Linked DNA regions of Ovis aries: region 1 is linked to region 2. The links are chromatin contacts, called in public Hi-C maps. All regions are on one chromosome and are shown on one strand. Each heading gives the region's core, a stretch centred on a gene start, on an enhancer-like site or on the middle of the called end of the contact. The rest is flanking DNA. Distances are from core to core; before and after follow the strand shown.

Evidence for each region. A called contact is a pair of places that touch in the nucleus more often than the background predicts.
Region 1: a Hi-C map of hypothalamus shows a contact between it and region 2, with 4 times the contacts expected there. The contact joins the promoter of SERTAD2 here to the enhancer-like site in region 2. A contact is called at or near these places in 4 of 16 Hi-C or Micro-C datasets (blood, hypothalamus, muscle and 1 more).

What each region holds. Positions count from the first base shown.
Region 1 is chr3:43,567,558-43,570,314 of ARS-UI_Ramb_v3.0, forward strand. SERTAD2 (SERTA domain containing 2) reads left to right here and starts at 1,424. Exons shown (of 2, transcript XM_027966694.2): 1 at 1,424-2,041. It overlaps LOC105608150 (a long non-coding RNA gene), which reads right to left and starts at 1,083. Exons shown (of 2, transcript XR_006059156.2): 1 at 843-1,083.
Region 2 is chr3:43,438,124-43,440,998 of ARS-UI_Ramb_v3.0, forward strand. It overlaps the pseudogene LOC101118177. Among named protein-coding and RNA genes, the nearest start is that of SLC1A4, 100 kb to the left of the region's middle. Within about 2 kb of position 1,433, at least 31 of the 54 cell types and tissues checked have an H3K27ac peak or open chromatin away from gene starts, as enhancers often do. A contact at or near this core is called in hypothalamus and muscle, where this site is marked.

The sequences.
Region 1 (2,757 bases), core at 174-2,673, 130 kb after region 2:
AAATTTCAATAACCTGCAGAAATGCACCTTGTGGTTAAGAAGGTGGATTTTTGCCAGTGTATTTCTTTTGCCGGCACCTCTGTTCAGGTTCATTAGTGATCCCAGTTACTTTCAAGTACAAGTGCGTGCAGGGTTAAGGTGTGTACAATGATTCCTAGACAGTAGGCAAGAAACTGAGAAAAAGCCGTAGCTCCGGGGAATGAGCAGCGAGATCTAGTAATGAGTACAAGGTGTCAGGGTCCAAGGTGAGGAGAGTGGGCAGAGAAGCGGGAGAAAAAGAGTAATGCATGCGGGAGCAAGGGCTGGAGGAAGCTGATATTTACACGCACAAAGCCCACACAGCTTCACTCACGTCAGGTTAAGTACCTTTTCCAGAAACCCAATAAAGAAATGTTATGTATTCAGGAGGTGTTTCAACCTGTCCACACCCTCCTCTGACTTCCCCAGAACACAGGTAAGCAAGGAGGGAAATGCCTCCGGTCTTGGCGTCCAGCTCCCTCGGCTCCCAGAGCACAGCCCCACAGGACGTCACACGGAGCTGTCTCCGAGAGTGGGCATAGCACCGACGGGAGGCAAAGTTTTGAGCCGATTTACTCCAAATCAGTCTGCCACTCGGTAGTGGGGTTTGGCCGCAGGGGCTCCTAGGCAGAGCCGGGCAGCAAAGGCAGCAGCTTGAAGGCTGAGTAAGGAGCCAGCTTTCTTCATCGCCTCCTCCAGTCGGTGCGGAGTCGGCAGTACAGCCAGTCCCTATCGCTGTCACGCCTTCTGCAGCGCGGCCCCTCCGCCGCCCCACCCCCCCCCCGCACGGCCCCAGCCCTCACTCTGTTATTTGCGTGACTGACCTGAACAGGGCGGGAGGGAGGACCCGGGTGCGGAGGGAGGGGAGGACCTTGGCCCGCCCACTCCTTCCCCTGTGGCTCGGGGCGGCACCTTCTCCTCCTCATTGGGCACACGCTTGCGTCCATCACCCCCATGCGGCCCTCGGATTGGCAGAAGGCGCACTTCTGGAGCGAGGAGAGCTGAGTGACTCCGCGGGTCTCCGGTGCCTCATCTTTCCCTCCACCGCTCCCTCCCTACTTCAACGTCCACCCACCACTCCCCACCCCCCACTCCACTTCCCCCCCTCCCGGTTAGCGGCAGTGTCCTTAGAAGACTCATTGGGCCAGGGGCGAAGCCTGCCGCCTATCGAGCAGCACCGTCATTGGCCGACGCCCACGCCCGTCGGAGCGGCGGGCTTCGGCATTGGGTGATTCCGTTCCGCTCCCCGCCCCTCCCAACGCCTCGCCCTCTCACTCGCCTCCTCCCCTCCCGGCTCTTTCACAGCCCCCCTTTCCCTTGCCGTCCGCACCGCATCTCCCCTGTCCAGCTGGGCGGGGACTGCTTTACGACTCTGTAAAGTCTGTGAGTCACTGCACAACCCATCAATCCAATTAAATGTCTTGAGCTAGCCGAGCAGGCGGTGCTGCTGCCGCGGCCGCTCGCCCCGCCGCGGCCGCCCCTGCTCGCAGCGCCCCTCTGATCCATGGCTGTCTGTCTGTACTTGTTACGGTGTAACCTCCTCCTCCGCCTCCTCCGCCTCCTTCTCGGGAGCCGCTGCAACTTCCCCTCAGCCAGCCTCCTCCTCCGTTTGGGGACTGCAAAGGCATGGGATAGACCTAGAGCCACTTCAGTCACCCCTCCAGCCCTCGCTCAGTCTCCCCCCTTTAAATTAAAGTCTGATCCTTGCTTCTCATCGTTTTAGAGGTTTATTTGTCAGTCTTTTTATTTCCCCGGATTTTATTTTCCCTTCCTGGGGCAGGGGGTCGCAGGGGCCGGTGGGCTTATTTTAGGGAAGGGGCTTTCCCCTCCATCCCCCCGTTGCTCCTCGTCCCTTTTCGGCAGTGACTTGATTTCCCTGCTCCGCTCCGCTCCCACCCCTCGAACTCACCGTCCTGCACTCTAGTGACGCACCGACACCCCCCGCCCACAGCCCAGACGTCCCCTCCCTCGCTGCCACCCCGACCCGTCTCGGAGCTGGACCGGGTGCCGACTTCGCTGAAGGGTGAGTGCTGTGTTGGGTTATCGGGGGTGGGTGTTGGGGCGGAGAGAGGGTCTGGGAAAATGTAACGGGTCCACTTTGGGGAAGGCAGGGGATCGCGCTGTGGACTGGAGGTTCCCAGTCCGGCGTGGATTTGAGGTGGTGACTGCCTTCCTCCCTCGCTCCCTCTTCCCCCGCCCCTCGACTCCTTATTCACCAGCCTTGCTGTATTTCTAGGTATTGCCAACGCTTATAAAATAAGCGGTAATGGCAAGCTTTCTTAGTGAGCGGTCATAATCAGCGAATTGAACTGATAGACTCTATGACCTGCAAAGTGTCAGACGGCTAATAATGGGTACGTTGTCTTCCAAATCAAAGTTAAACTTTTATTCAGTAAAGGCAAAGCGAAAGGTATGTCTGATTTGAATGAGATAGACCACGAGAAGACAGGTTGCCTAGTGGCATGGCTTGCTTTTTATTTTAAAATAGTTTCGTAGGTTCCCTTTTGGAAAAAAAAAGAAAAGATAATTCAATATTAATGTAAAGGTTACAAAGTCTTTGAACCTGTTGGAGGAAAGCGAGGTAAGATGGAAATCTAGTTTGACACTTCATCTTTAGCTCACTTCTGTTCTATCCAGAAATTATAACACAGAATTTTTTATTTCCTGGTCACTGCGCACAGTGGGGTGTGTTAAAAGACAAATAGGGATTTTTTTTCTTTTGATATCCCTTTTTTGTAT
Region 2 (2,875 bases), core at 183-2,682:
TTTCTTGTTTTCAGCCACTGGGTGGCTTGTGTGTAGCAATAGATACAGCAGAAAATACCCCAAAGAGAAGGAAGGTATGAAGTTGGAGGAATTCCCACCAGATAGTATAGGTAAGTGGAAACCCCTCAGGCAGGGAAAAGAGATTCGGAGGAAAGGGAGCGGGGCAGGGGAGCACCTGCCTGGCTCCTCAGAAACCCAGCACCCTCACCTCTTCTGGCTTCCCCCAGGCAGGGGAGGGGCCAAACTCTCCGGAGAGAAACTCCAGAGAGACAGGAAGCTGAAGCAGTGGTCTGCTCCTGTGTGTGTATGTGTGCGGGGGTGAAGGGGGTGGGCATGTCTGCAGTCAGCGTGAGGCGGCCACCTCTTGGCAGACATGCTGGTGTTGCTGTAGGGCAGAGAGAACCCAAGGCAGTCTGTGAACCTGGTATTCTGGGCACCACCGACGCCAAGCTCCGGCTGTTCCCGTGAAAGTAGCTCTGATCCAGACAATAAACTGTGTGAGCCTAACCACAAGCAGCAGATACAAGAATAAGGAAAAGCAAGAAAAGGGGAAAAACCTTTAGGATGTATTCATACAAGGAACAAGAAAACTTGGGGCAAACTGCAATAGAGGGAATGGCCACTGAGAGGAGGCGGGGGCTAAAAGAACACTGCTGTTCAGACTACAAAAGGATGCCCCTGGGATTAAAGCAGGGGAAAAAGGATTTAATGATACTTGGTAAATGTCACCAGCATGTAAAATCTACATATTATGGTGTAATCACGCTTTTTGGTGATGATAGTGGTGATTTCACTTGCCCACGTTTTAAAAATCACCCTTCTCGAACGCTTTGAGGATTTTAAAAAGAATCAAATCTTTCAGGTAAGGGATGGTGCTGTATCCATACAATTTCAAGCAGCCTTTGAGAATGGGACAAGAGTTTTTCTTTTAAGTTAGACCCTTCCCGGGGCTCTGGGCCTGGGCCCAAGCCTGAAACCACAAAAAGCATTTCCCAGCACCCTGGCGACGCTCACCTTGAATTCCCTTCCTGCCAAGTTGCCCCAGTGTTTCCCAGACTTGGGGAAGCCGCTCTCGAGACCGCCCGGCCTCGGAGCCTGGGGGTGGGGGCGACCGATCCCCCCACACACACACACCGCACGGCCACCAGAGGGCGCTGCTCTGTCGCCGGGAGCGCCGCGGCCGCCTGGGCGTGTGGCCTGGCGAGGGCAATTTTGTGTTGTTTAAATGCCAGCATTGATTGCTCACTCCTTTCCCAACATGTTTCCAATTTACCCGGTATCTCTTCTACGTGAAAAACTCAAGAACAACAACAACAAAAATGCATACTTTAGTTCCAGAATAAGCAAAAGGGGTTTTACACGAAATGCAGTTTTGTTCCAGAAGCCTCTGGGACCAGGGCAGAGCAGCCAGCAGGGGCTCTCCGGACGCTGCTCGCCGGTTAGGGCAGAGGCACGTGGACACAAACCCACCGAACCTCGGCCCTGTAAATGCTCTCGCCAGCAACCCACCAGCCCGCAGCTTTCCGCTCCAGAGCACCGGTTCGTCTCCGGCCAAGTTCAGAAGCTGGTGGCCGAAGAGGGTGCCGCGCGGGACCACGGAGGAGCCAGCCGGGGTCCGGAGCAGGCGGCGAGCCCCGGCTTCCCGCCCGGCGGCGCCCCGGGAGCGGAGGCTCGCAGGCGGGGATGGGGATGGGCCGGGGGCACGGGGGTATGGACGACCATGGCGCGCGGGGCAGCTGTACCCGCACAGGGTGAAGGCGGGGAAGCAGCGGTAGGAAGACGAGGAGGGGCGCAGAGAGAGAGTCCAGTCTGATGGGGGTGGCGGGGATGGCCCCGCCGGTTTGGGTGGGAGCCTGACCGCCACAAATACAAGTCCTAGGCAAGAGACTTGAAGATGCGTTTGGTTGAGGGAAGGTGTCTAGAAGAGAAAGCTCCTAATCCTGGAGTGGGGGCCGGGGCGGCGGCGGCGAGCGGGGAAGGTGTCTGATTGACAGCTAGATTCTGTTTTTCAGACCAGAAAAAAAAAAGAAAAAAGAAAAAAAAAAATCCCCTGTCCCCTGGGGAGATTTCTCAGTCACTTTCCTCCTGCAGGAAACTGCTTCTTGTTGGAGCCTCCTGGGGCTGGCAGAGTTAAAATCCTTTAACCCAGGATGCCTTGGGCCTTTTGTTCCGCTCTGACAATGGAATTGGGTGGAGGGGGCTGGGAAGGCAAGGGGCTGGATCTAGGGTGTATCCGTGGGGTGGAGGGTCTGGTGAAGCTGTGTTCAATCACAGGGTGAAAAAAGGCAATTTGGTCGTATGTGTGTGCGTTTTCGGCGAAGGTGTAAGGAAGCCTAAGGCACGGGGCACCAGCTCGTTAACACATGTGGTTGAGTGCCTGCTGTGTAGCTCAGCAAACCTTTAATTACTCAGGAAGATCTTCCAAAACTAGAAACTCAATTTTGGTCCCTGAAAGGCTTGATAATGGGTTTTTCTTGCATCTCAATCCAAGGGGACAGATCTCCCACTCCCCTGGGCTCCCAGATTCTTCTAGATGTTTTGGCTTCTAAAACTGTCCTCCCATGGGACAGTGCTTAGTAAAGGACACTCAGACACATAAACCCTTCAAGCATATTAATCATTTGAAACCATTGCTTTGAACCTATCATGTCCTTGAGTCATAATCATCGGCAGCACCCACTAACTCAAAGGACTTGGAGGGAGGCATTCAAGGCCTCTCACCATGCTGACTTTTCTCCTCCCACTCCCCACCTGCTTCCTCCCCTGTAGCCAGCCTGGCCTCTCACTGCCCCTTGATATATCTTGGCTTCTCAGCCTCCCTATCTCTGGCCTTGCAGTTGCCTTCCTGGCCATCTAGCTGGTCACTTCCTTCTCC